Regions from separate parts of the Mus musculus genome. Here region 1 is linked to region 2. Evidence: chromatin contacts called from public HiChIP or PLAC-seq data. All regions are on one chromosome and are shown on one strand. The core of a region is the stretch at or near the end of the contact, and the rest is flanking DNA. Distances in the headings are between cores, read along the strand shown.

What was found. HiChIP or PLAC-seq counts read pairs in DNA pulled down with a chosen protein or histone mark.
Region 1: a contact with region 2 is called in an H3K4me3 HiChIP or PLAC-seq map of bone marrow-derived macrophages, with 3 times the contacts expected there. The contact joins two enhancer-like sites. A contact is called at or near these places in 1 of 115 datasets of contacts at active chromatin or transcription factors (bone marrow-derived macrophages) and 1 of 9 other capture datasets (liver).

Annotation. Positions count from the first base shown.
Region 1 is chr7:102,242,137-102,249,020 of GRCm38.p6, forward strand. The region is part of intron 1 of Rhog (ras homolog family member G); the gene reads right to left. Among named protein-coding and RNA genes, the nearest start is that of Rhog, 4.5 kb to the right of the region's middle. Within about 2 kb of position 1,920, at least 102 of the 459 cell types and tissues checked have an H3K27ac peak or open chromatin away from gene starts, as enhancers often do. A contact at or near this core is called in bone marrow-derived macrophages, where this site is marked.
Region 2 is chr7:101,861,364-101,867,260 of GRCm38.p6, forward strand. Folr1 (folate receptor 1 (adult)) reads right to left here. Exons shown (of 7, transcript NM_001252554.1): 4 at 2,562-2,731. The coding sequence starts at 2,723. Among named protein-coding and RNA genes, the nearest start is that of Gm35597, 6.4 kb to the right of the region's middle. Within about 2 kb of position 2,303, at least 3 of the 459 cell types and tissues checked have an H3K27ac peak or open chromatin away from gene starts, as enhancers often do. A contact at or near this core is called in bone marrow-derived macrophages, where this site is marked.

The DNA of each region.
Region 1 (6,884 bases), core at 670-3,169, 380 kb after region 2:
TGGGCTGCACAGACAGGAAGGCAAGGAGGGAATGTTAGCCAGCAGTCACAGGCCCAAGAGACCAAAAGTGCAACAGGCTCTCTAGGGAGGTGGTTATCAACCAGCGATCAGTAAGTCAGCCCTCACAGGAGTGGGGAGGGAGAGTAGCTTCCAGGCTGGCACCGGAAAAGGATTATGAATGACTTAGTGTGGCATATGATCAAGAGCACCAGATACCTGAATCTGACCCACTGAGCTCACCCTGCTGACCTAGATCCTCAATAAAACACCCTAACCCTAACTGTTAAAAGTAATCTAACCTCACACAGCTACTTAGAGTATGGGAGCCAGGACACAAACTTAGCTCTGTGATCCAAAGCCCCAAGTTTTTTTCACTGTATCTGATGGCTCCCAGATAACTGTGGAGCCTTGAACAAATTAGTCATTTCCTTTACGTCAGCCTCAGTTTCTTCATCTACAGCAACAGCCATAACACTCGCCTTCCTGGCCTCATGAGGGTACAGAATGAGGGTGCATTCTACTTTGTAAATTATCTCGTGCCATGTACATTGGCAGCGACAAGAGCAAAGCCTTCCATCCCTACAGGCAATAAGCATGACATATGCGCATGTGTGAGTAGGATCTAGTTGCTCCCTACTTACTCCCAGTTCAAACTTTCCCCCTTTCCCAATACAACTATTCTCTTTTCACCTTTATTTTATTATCTTGTTGTTGTTGTTAGCATTAGTGAGGATTGAACCTAGAGCTTCACACATGCTGGGCAAGTACTTTGTCTTTGGCATGCTATCTCCAGCTGTATGGCAAGTCTTTTCCCTCAAATTCTCTGGCTGAAGTGGGTCAGATAAGCTTCCTTTAACTACTTAAACTCATGCCTGGATTCTCACTTTGTCATTCAATTGTGAGGGGTTTTAGAATCATACAGACCTGGATTTAAACTCTTTTTCCCACCACTTATCAGTTGTGTGACCCTGGACTTAGAATGAATTGCCTCGTTAATCTTCATTTTCCTTATCTCTCAATTGTGGCTACAGCAGTACTCTCTCACGGGGTTACTATAAAGCTTAAGTGCATTAATATACAGTATTGCATGATATAGGTACTTATGAGTTCCTAGCTCCCTTGCTCCAAAAGGGTCTACAAGGTGTTTGTAAAGCAAGTCTCCGTCATTCTCCTCTTCTTATCCCTTCTCCTCCTCCTTTTTCAAGACAGCTTCATTGTGTAGCCCTAGCTAGCCTGGAGTTTGTAGACCAGGCTGGCCTTGAACTCTGAGATCCACTTGCCTCTGTCTCCCAAATGCTGGGATTGAAGGTGGGCACCACACCTATCAAGTCCTACTCATTCTTGTCTCTCAGAGTTTATGCTTGTTTTCCTTTCTGTTGCTATTCCCTTTCCCCTTTCAAATCTTCCCCATTCTTCTGGGCCTAGGCTAAGTCTCACCACTCCATAAGGCTCCATAGCATCGTTACCTCTTTTAACTCTGCTTTGGCTGTGGATCTCCTTCTCTGTACATAAGTGGTAGATGCCCCCTTAAATAGCAGGCTGGGTTTCTGTCTCCTCAACCACAGAAAAGCTGTGAGTGTAGGGCTAGACACACAGGAGTGCACAGCCACTGCCTTCTGATCTGTTGGGAAAGCACTTATGAGGAGTAGGACGGACCCCTCTCAAGCCTGCCCCAACCAACAATATTACAATGCTGAGTCTTAGTGGAGAATAATGATAACCAAAAAAATCTTGTGAATTAGTTTGAAATGGCTCTAGAAGAGTTAGTGTGGGAAGATAGCTCATGGGGCAGGAGGGTGGAACCTGTCAGGGTGAGAGTCTGGTCCCTGAAGTTCAGCTTGCATCCAGTGGGCCCTGGCGTTGGGGTGTGTCCTAGGCAGGTCCAGAAGAGGGAGGAAAAGGAAGTACTGATGTTTGCCTGATTGCCTGATTTCTGTGGCAGTTAGAGCAGGGGAAGTGTCCCAACTGAGAGCGGGGGAGGGGAGGCATGGGCTCTAAAAGATGGGTAAGTGTACTCCTGTAGCCTGCACAAGGAAGGCTCTTAGTATTTTGCAACCCTCCCTACTGAGAATGCACATCCCAGCCCTTACCTCTGCAAAGTGACCTGCATAAGTCTCTACCCCAACACACAAGCAATACCAAACAGGGCCAAGCCCTGCTGCAGCTCCTCCAAGAAGGTTTCTGTACCAGCTGGGTGGTGGTGGCACATGCCTTTAAACCAAGCACTTTGGAAGTGGAGGCAGGCAGAACTCTTGAGTTTAAAGCCAGCCCGGTCTACAGAATGAGTTCCAGGACAGCCAGGGCTACACCGAAAAACTCTGCCTTGGAAAACCCAAGGTGTGTGTATGTCCCAATCCAAGTCACAAGTGACTTCACTGATCCAAAGTCTAGTCCCTGTTTATTTCATGTGGAAGCTGGTCAGAATCTTATCTCTTGTTCTTAGACTGGGAAAAGTCCTGCCTGGTTTCTGACTCCCTAGCTGACTGAGTCCAGCACATGTGGCTGTCAGTAAAAAACAAAACAAAACAACTATGAGCTTAATCTGCTCCTCTGTACACACAAGAGCTCACCCCCATGAATGCTGTGCGCCCTTCAGGTTCTTCCCTGGGCTCAGTTCTGTCCCCACCTTCTCCAGCCTATCACACACAGCTCCCCGCTTCCACCTTTCCCAGTAGTGACTATTCTGTTCCTTGTGCTGGACTCCTACTGGATGATCTATGGGGAGGCAAGCCTGTTTATGTGTAGAAGCCCAGCACAGGGCTGAGCAAAAGTTGCAGAGTGACACACACCCGCTCCACTCCTCACCCCCAATCAATCCTGACATTGAGACTGGGAACAAGGAAAGCCTCTATGCCCAAGAGACACTGGAGAGAGGTAGCCAACTTCTTCCTCACTCAGAGAAACAGAAAGTTAGGGTAATGCACACACAAACTAGATTGCTCTGTCCTCCACTAAAAGAGTGAGAAGTCAAGCAGTGGTAACTCAGAGGGGCTGGAGAAAGTGGGAAGAAAAAGTAGAAGATAAGCCAAGGTATGGACTAGAATCGCTGAAGACCTTTGACCAAAGACAGGCCAGGAAAAGGGCACTGCAAGTTTGTTTGTTTGTTTGTTTGTAGGTAAAACAAGGAGGCTCACACTGGGGTTGCAGCTGGCTGCAGCTGGGCTGGGAGGAGGAAGCTGGGGGAGACATGAGGTCAGTGTGGGACTGGGACCAGGCCAAGGGCTGAGGCTCTTTCTACCCCTTCTCAGCAGCAGCAGGGAAGAGCCCAAGAGAGCCTAGTTCTCAGCCTTAAAAAAAAAAAAAGGCTTGAACTATGTGTAGTGGCACATGCCTTTAATGCCAGCACTCAGGAGACAGAGGCACTACACTCAAAAGTTTGAGGCCAGCCTGGTCTACAGAGTGAGTTCCAGGACAGCCAGAGTTACACAGAGAAACACTGTCTGAAAAAGGAAAAGAAAGAGAGAGAGAGGGGGGGGAGGGAGAGGGAGAGTGAGAGAGAGAGAGAGAGAGAGAGAGAGAGCGTGAGCAAGCCCACACTGAAGGACTCTTCCCTTTTTTGTCCTTTCCACCTCTGGGTTCCAGCACAGAGGATTTTAGACTATAGTAGGTAGGGTAAGAGGAGAGACCTGATGCTACTTTCTAGGGATTGACTGAAAAGAAGGAAGAAACAGGGCAATTGGAGCTGAGGACACAGAGGGTTGAGACAGCTTCACTATGTGTGTCTCATGCTCATCTCAACACCCAGGGTGTTCCACAAAGGGTGAGCCCCAGAGACAGGACAGCTCCAGCTTGGGGAGCCAAGCCACCCCTCCCCCACCCAGCCACACAGAGGAAGGCTCACACACTGGCTTATTTCTCCCTGCCTAGCAGCAGCTCAGCAATCTCTGGGCCCCGTGAAGTGGCACTTCCCTTGCTTTTGCTCACTTCACAGGAGGCTGGGAGTGCCAACCTTGCAATCCTGTCCTCCAACTTAAAAACAGAGAAACCCAGGGCTTCCCAGTCCTCTAAGTGTGCCACCCAAGGTCTGAGGGGGTTTCCACAAGGGAAAAAAACATCAGGGAGGAAACACTACATCTATTTTCCACTGTCAGTGGGCACAGAGCTGGGACAGAGGGCAAAGTATACAGCTCATCCTGGAGTCCCGAGACAAGATCCCAGCATTCCTGCCCTTTTATCTGTGCACCTACAGCAGTCTTTGTACTTTGTGTAAAGAGCGACAGTTCCAACCTGGACAGATCAGGCTGGGGAGACAGGAACGCTGGGTCTGAGGCACTGAAAATATAAGCCATATTTTTTCGAGACTATGTCACCCTGGCTGGCCTGAAACTTATATGTAGACCAGGTGGCTTCTGCCTCCCAGGCACTGGGATTAAAGGTGTGCACCGGCAGGCCTGGCTTGCAACTTAATGTTGAAATAGAGTCAAGAGATAACTAAGTTGACCAGAGTGATACAAAGAAAGACTTAGTTGCAAATTTAGCTTAAGGATCGGATCTCCTAACCTCTGGCCTGGTGTTTGTCTCACAAAGCAGACAAGGTGAAGACCTTTATTCTGACCTTTGACTTCAAGATGGCCCTAGCATGGTTGTTTCTTTTAAGTAATGGGCCAGAGGGCTAGAGAGGTGGTTCAGTAGGATTAGGAACACTTGTTCTTGCAGAGGACCTGGATTCCGTTCCCAGCACTGACAGGGTGGCTCACAGGTCCATAGAGTTGAAAGAGAGGGAGAGGGAGAAATCTAAAGAAAGAAATGGGCCAAAGGAGGCCCAAATCTGTCTGCATCCTTTTGCTTTTACAGTCTCCAGCCTCCCAGCCCTAGCCCTGCCCGGGGCATCTTGTACTACTCAGGGTTTAGCGTTAACAGTGTGCTGCTGGACAGCCAGCTACCCTGGGCTCTTGGGTTTAGTGTTAACAGCGTGCTGCTGGACAGCCGGCTACCCTGGGCTCGTCTGTCCGAGCCAAGGAGCTCCTCCTCTGGTCTTTAGCTCCTAGGGACATGCCCTCCCCCCATGTGAGATGAGGACAAAAGAGGAAGCTGGACCCTGGACAGGAAAACCAGTCTGATCTGGGGAGGTGGCCCAGGCTTTGTCTTTGGTTTCCCTTCGAAGGTCCTCTCACAGACCCCTAAAAACCTCACCTCTAATGGACTAACCCTGTACGAGAAGGGAAGAGGTTTTTCAGACTGTGCCCAGATACCCTTCTTTACTCCCTGTTTACTCCCTGTTCTCCAGCTACTATCACCCAGTATCTTCACCAGTACTATCACCAGTATCTTCACAGCTGCCCATATAACCACATATATAACCATATAACCACAGCCTCTCCTATCTTCCTGCTCATAACCCCTCATGAGCTACCATCATCTGCCTTAGCATCTCCCCTGAAGCGGTGACACTCCATAGCCCAGATTGCTAAGCAGGATGTGTAGCACCGTCACCCTGCCATTTCTTCTCATATTACCTTAACCATCCACAGCAGCTTCCTAGGCACCCCCACCCACCCACGGCATTTTCCCATTTAGATCCCTCCCACCCTGGTCACACTCTTCTTGCCATTAGCTCAAATTTCCAATGGGGCCAGACCTTGCCTAAGAGAAAACCCCTGTTCCTGCCACCATTATCTCTGCTCTCAGAGCCCTGTGGGTTGCTTAGTTAGACCGAATACTAAATTAAGTACTGGTTTGTCGAGTGAGGAGTCAGGGCTCCTGAGGATTTTTATTGGGCTGTGATGCCGAGAAAATGCGCTGTGTGCACATCCTTTCCCGAGTGGGGATTTGATACGGATCCCTTGGATTTCCTCCGTGAGGCCAAACCTCTGCACCTCCCAGAAACGAGAGTAGGAAAGACAGGTGGAGAAGGGCAGGCCCAGAGGAAGGAACAATTGATGGGAGAGGGACAACTGTGAGGTGGTAAGAGGATAGGAAAGGGAAGGAGCCTAGCTCTTAAATTTAGCTGTGCTCAACGATTCCCCAAATGTGACATTTGCTCTCCTTCACTTCTTTTTATTCTCGTGGAATGAAGTTAATACAGAGAGCAGAGAAGGCAGACACAAACAGAGTCTGAGCATGTAATCCGAACGCTGAGAGGCAGGGGTGCTAGGATGGAGACAAGCACTTATGGGGCCAGGACAGACTACGTTAGACTGTGGAGAAGCCCCTCAGAGAGCGGGAATAGAGAGCACAGCTCGGTATGAAGAGAACATCAAGGATGCTTAAAGACAGGAGGGTCAGCACAACTCCCAGTCAAGGCTCTGATACACATCAGAAAATGTAGATACCCAACCTCTGCAGTTCCCACCAAGCACCAGGGACGAAAGACAAACACCTTGCCTCACATCCCCTTCCTGATCAAAATTTAAAAACCAGTAGAGACTTAAGTTAGACTCGTAGCACTTTTCCCTCCAGAATCTTGCCTCTGCCCCCTTCCTTTTCCTAGCAGGCCAAATGGCCCAACCTACTCTCCCCACTGGTTGGAACCAGTAAGTGCTAGGAGACAGGAACCTTAAAGCTAGTTCCCCCTGACCCCCCTCCCACACAACACACCACTACACACACACTCCTAGGCTGCCTTCCTAAGAATCAGGGTAGTTTGATTTCCCATGGACTTTCTCACTAATCTTATTCTTGTGTCACCCAACCCTGCCTGCTACAGACTGCTTCCCCTTGCCTAACCACAGTGTCACCCACCGCAGGTTCCCTTCATTCTGCCGGCTTCTGCTCTGGGCCTTCTCAAGGCTGAGGGCAGTTATTTTGTCTCTAAGAGATAAAGAACACCAAAACTTGCATGTTCACGGGCGTGTGCACATGTTTAATCATCTCCATCATCGGGAGGTTGCAGCCAGCATCTCTAAGCTAAAGACGTTTGAAAAAGGCTCTCAAACTCAGCAAGT
Region 2 (5,897 bases), core at 1,053-3,552:
ATATATATAATTTTTCTTTCTTTCCTTTTTTTTTTTTTTTTTGTTTGGTTTGGTTTTTCGAGACAGGGTTTCTCTGTATAGTCCTGGCTGTCCTGGAACTCATTCTGTAGACTAGGCTGGTCTCGAACTCAGAAATTCGCCTGCCTCTGCCTCCCAAGTGCTTGGATTAAAGGCGTGCATCACCATTGCCCGGCTATTTATTTTTGATACAGGGTCTCACTATATAGCTCTGGCTTACTTGGAACTTGCTATGTAGACCAGGCTAGCTCTGTGGCTCAGTGGATTCTCCTGCCTCTGACTCCCAAGTGACAAAAATAAATTTTAAAAAAAGAGAGAAAAGAAGGAAGGAAGGAAGGAAGGAAGGAAGGAAGGAAGGAAGGAAGGAAGGAAGGTTTGAATAAGTTTGTAAATTAAGGATGCTCAAGGTAGCCACTGCTCAATCTAAAACTAGCAACCTTGTGCTCAGTGTTTCAAAACAGCAGCACAGGTATGGAGGCACACACCTTTAATCCTTTATCCCGGGAGGCCAGCCTGTTTGAGTTCCAGGCCAGACAGGCTACAAGAGAGACCCTGTCTCCCAGACACAAACAAACGAACAAATTAGCAGCAGCAGTGGGTTAGAGAAGGACACAGGAACCTCATCCCTAGCTGAGGATCTATTGATAGTTTGTGATTCCCAGGGAAGAGTCAAATGTGGTTCAAATAGGCTGACCATGCTCCTGTGGGAGGAAAAGACAAAGTAGAACCCAAAGGGTGGGTGTGCCTGAGCTACACATGATGGAAATACATTGTATGTACATATGGAATTCTCAAGGTACAAATCTTAAATATTTTTAAATTTTATTTAGGCTTATTTATTTATTTATTTATTTAGAACATGGTTTCTCTGTGTAGATCTGACTATCCTGGACCTCACTATGTAGACCAGGCTGATCTCAAACTCAGAAATCCGTCTGCCTCTGCCTCCAAGTGCTAGGATTAAACACATGCATCACCACTGCTTAGCTTAAGTATTACAAAAAGTAAATAGAGCCTGGAGTGATGGCTCAGGGGTTGAGAGCACTTGTCATTCTTACAGAGGACTTGGATTCAGCTCCCAGCATGCACGTGGAGGCTCACAACCACCTATAACTCTGGTCGTGGAGACTCCAACACCCTCTTCTGGCCTTTGCATGCACTGCACTTCTTTGATTGACAAATATGCATGCAAAATACCATAAAAATAAATACATAAAAACAAATAAACAAAAAACCAGCAGCAAATAGAACCTGACAGCTCTCAGCTAATAGAGTCAACATGCTCATTTATCCATTGATGCACATGATACAGATTGCTTTTCTTTTGCTTTTTTAAATTTTTTTGTGGTGTGGTATGTCCACCTTTAATCCTAGCACTCAGGAGATTGAGGCAGACAGATCTCTGTGAGAGTCAGGCTAGCCAGAATTACATAGTAGAACCCTGTCTCAAAAAATAAATAATAAAAATAGCCTCCTCCCTCTCTCCTCCCTCTCTCTATCCCTTTCTTGACAGGGTTTCATATATTCCAGACTGGCACTGAACTCACTATGTAGCTGAAGGTAACCTTGAACTTCTGACCCTGACTACCTCTACCTCCCCTGGGCTGAGGTTACATTTATGTGTCAACACATCCAGTTCCATATGGTGCTAGAGATTTGTGACTGCCATGCAGGTACTCTATCAGCTGAGCTACATCCCCAGGCCTATTTGCTTATTTACTTATTAGCTTTATTTATTTTATATGTATCACATGCACACCTGGTGCCTGCAGAGGTCAGAAGAGGGCATTGCATCCCCTGAAAGGGGATGGATCCACCACCTTGGATGTTGTGGATCAGACCTTGGTATTCTGCAAGCTCAACAAGTGCTTTTAACCACTGAGCCAACTCTCCAGCCCTCATCTTGGCTTTTTTTGAGACCCCCCTCCCACTTTGTTGTCTGCACTGATTGTACCTCCCCAATAGCAGACCTGCTGCTGGTTGACTTCATAGTTGTTGCATCACACTGATTTTATTAAATGTTTAGTGAGCTTTGGGATACTAAAAGCACTATGGCAAACAACTGTTATAACACAGAGCCCTCAAGCCCTCCAGCCCTCAAGCTGAGGACCACAGTCCAAGTGTTCGCTAGATGCCTGCCTCCAAAGGCTTCTCAGATATGAGAGTCTCCTTCTCAAGTCTTCAAAGGCTGGCAGAAAAGTGACTGGGCAGCATACAGTCCCTCCCCTGAGACTCCCAGAGGCGTCCTCCCCAATCAGTTTAAATCTAAAACCATCACAATGGTTTGCCTGTTCCATTCCCAAGTTCCTCCTTGAATCTACTTCCTTACTTATGCAACGTCAAAACTCAGCTACCAGGAAGATGAGCTGATAATATCACACTGGCAGTTGGCAGCCAATATGTACTGTCAAAGTCACCCACACTAGAGAGAACCGAAGGTCTCCTCAGGTAGGTCTGACCACCTCCACCATAAACTGGGACTAGATACTTCTTTCTCCTGACCCACGAGCCCTTAGTCAGCCACACATCACCCTTCGTCCTACCTGGTCGTGTAAATTGTCCTCAGGGCCCGGTTTTTCTTTGTGGTGTTTGGCATCCATGCAGACATTGAGAAGTTCAGTCCTGGCCCGAGTAGCTCTGGACTGAGCACATTCGGCCATCCACATCACCAGGAGCAACAACTGCACAGTCATCAGGTGAGCCATGTCAGACCCTGAAGGCAGAGCTAAGGTAAGTGGAACCTCCAAGTGTGTGCTCAGCTCCAGTGGGTGGAGCCTGCACTCACAGACCTTGGGTCACCTCCTCCTGTCAGTCTTCCCAGACTCTGTGAGGCTCAGATGCCCTAGAGACAATCACTGGTCACAGCCTGTTAGACTTAGTGGTCCTGAGACTCACACAGGGCAATTAAAAAATAAGAGATGGGCCATTTGAAAGAACAGAGTTTACCCACGTTCACATTCAAAACCTTTGGAGGCAGATGCTTCAGTGTGAAGTTTTGAAAAGATTTTTATAAAAGCTGATACAGGTTTAGGTGAGGGTTAAAAGTCTAAAAATTTAGAGAGGAAACCAAGACTGTAATATTAGGAGATGAGAAAGGAGGCAGGCAAAAGGACAGAAGTCATGAAGAAGGGTATAAAGTTCATTTTCCCCCATGTTTCAACTTCATGACCATCAGTGCAATAGGATCTAGACACAACTAGTCACTAAAACCATTCGTCCGTCACACTGATCCACTCTGCATGTATTCTATACACCACATGCATGCAGTGTACCCAGAGACCAGAAGAGGGTGTCAGGGCCCTTAGGACTAGGGTTAGAGATGGCTGTGAGCAACCATGTGGGTGCTGGGAAACGAATGTGGGGCCTCTAAAAATAGCCAGTGCTCTTCACCCATGAACTGTCTCTCCAGTCCTCAATTTGTGATGTTTTAAATTGAAATTACTATGCTAAAAAGATCTATAAAACAAAAAATGCTTCTAATTTGTAAGCCCAACTTGAGTAAGGTCACATAACTTCTTGGAATGCTGAGGACTATTGTTCATAACAAGTCACAAGTTTTCAACTTCTGTAAAAAGAGCTTGGCTGCCAGGCAGTGGTGGCTCACGCCTTTAATCCCAGCACTTGGGAGGCAGAGGCAGGCCTGAGTTCAAGGCCAGCCTGGTCTACAGAATGAGTTCCAGGACAGCCAGGGCTACACAGAGAAACCCTGTCTCGAAAAAAACAAAACCAACCAAACAACAACAACAACAAAAACCTTTGCCTAGTATCTACTATGTATTTAATTCATTTGGGTATACACGTGTGCATGCCTGAACCTGTATGTAGAGGTGGAAGGACAACTTGCAGGAGTTGGTTCTCTCCTTCTAGCGTAAGGGACCCAGGGATTGTTCTCAGGTTGTCAGCAAGTGCCTTTACCGCCTGAACCATCTCTCTAGCGCCTGTATAGTAATTAACTCAGGAATTCTGTTTTATTTGGTTTGGATCTTTAGGTAAGGTCTCACTATGTAGCCCTGGCTACTCTGAAACTTGCTATAGACCAGGTTGGTCTTATAGATCAAGCTGGTCTTGCAGATCAGGCTGGCCTTGAACTCAAAAGAGATCTGCCTTGTACCACCACGATTGACAAATCAGATTTTGATACCAATTGACTTTGTATAAAAAAATTTAAAGATGAGCCGGGCGTGTTGGCACACACCTTTAATCCCAGCACTCGGGAGGCAGAGGCAGACAAATTTCTGAGTTCGAGGCCAGTCTGGTCTACAAAGTGAGTTCCAGGACAGCCAGGGCTATACAGAGGAACCCTGTCTCGAAAAAAAAAAAAAAAAAAAAAAGAATTTAAAGATTAAGTATTAGTTTGGAGATACAGGCCTTTGATCCCGGCACTAGGGGAGCAGAGAGAGGCAGATCTCTAAGTTCAAAGACAGCCAGGGCAACCACAGCAAACACAGTGGGACCCTGTTTCAGAATAAAACAAAACAAACAACAAAAACCTTAAGAAGCGACGGATAAATTGAAGATTTGTAGAATTTGTTTGTTTGTTTGTTTGTAGGCCCAGGCTATCCTTGAAATCCTGTGCTAAGGCCAGATAATGGTACAACCCTTTGAGCCAGCACTGGGCAGGCAGATCTTTAACTTGAGACCAACCTGGTATAGAGAGAGTGACAGGAAAGCCCGGGCTACACAGAAAAACCCTGCCTTGAAAAAAACTTAAAAAAAAAAAAAAATCTGAGCAGAAGAAATTCCCCTGACATCCTACAGAGCTGAAACTATAAATACATTCAGCCACACCCAGGCCTTTTCTTTTTGTGTGCTCGTTTCTTTCTGTATTTTTCTTCCTTCCTTCCTTCCTTCCTTCCTTCCTTCCTTCCTTCCTTCCTTTCTTCCTTCCTTCCTGCCTGCCTGCCTGCCTTTTGTTCTTTCTTTCTTTCTTTCTTTCTTTCTTTCTTTCTTTCTTTCTTTCTTCCTTTCTTTCTTTCTTCCTTCCTTTCTGTGTCTTTCTTTCTTTCTCTCTCCATCTCTCTTTCTTCTACTTTTTTTAAAGACTGTCCTCGTTATTTTTTTTTGTCTTAGATATTTTCCTCATTTACATTTCAAATATTATCCCAAAAGTCCCCATTATCCACCCCCCTGGTTTTGTTTTTCAAAACACAGTTTCTCTGTGTATCCCTGGGTGTCAAGTGTATCCCTGGCGGTCCTGGATCTCACCTTGTCGACCAGCTGGCCTCAGACTCAGAGAGATCCACTTGCCTCTGCCCCCTGAGTGCTGGAATTCAAGTTGTTTTCCGCCACGCCTTTCTGCCTTTTTTAGGTCAACAGTTCAACAGGCCCTTCCCAGAGATTCTTAGGAGACTTCGGAGCCTGTTCCCTTGACGGTCAAGCTTATAGCTGATTTAAGACACTGATTTTGGAAAGTGACCGGCTATACCTGTTCCCCGCCCCCTCCTCAAAATGGCTGAAATGTTTCAAATCCTTTCCACCTCCCTGTAAGTCCATGTTCTATTCAGGAGTTGATAAAGCTGTCTCAAATGTACTTCCTGTCAGGGCCAAAAGAAACTCAGGGCACAGGACTATCTGTGGTGCCTAATAGCATAGCAGGGTGCCTGCTGGCCTCCAGGTTCCCTCAGTATCATTACCTATGTCTTCTCTCAGCCCTGAGTACCCTGCCCCCTCTCCTAAACTTCTCTGACTCCTAAACTTTCCCCTCCCCGATCATTCCCTTACAACTCTGGTATTTCAGCTATGTTCTCTTTTGTCTTCCTCTCTTGCCCCTGTTCACCACCTCCCCCTTTCTTCTCTCATGGCCCAGCTCAGTCCGCTACCCATTTTTAATCTACTACTTTCTCTCTGGCTGTGCTTTCCCTTATACCTACAATAAAAAC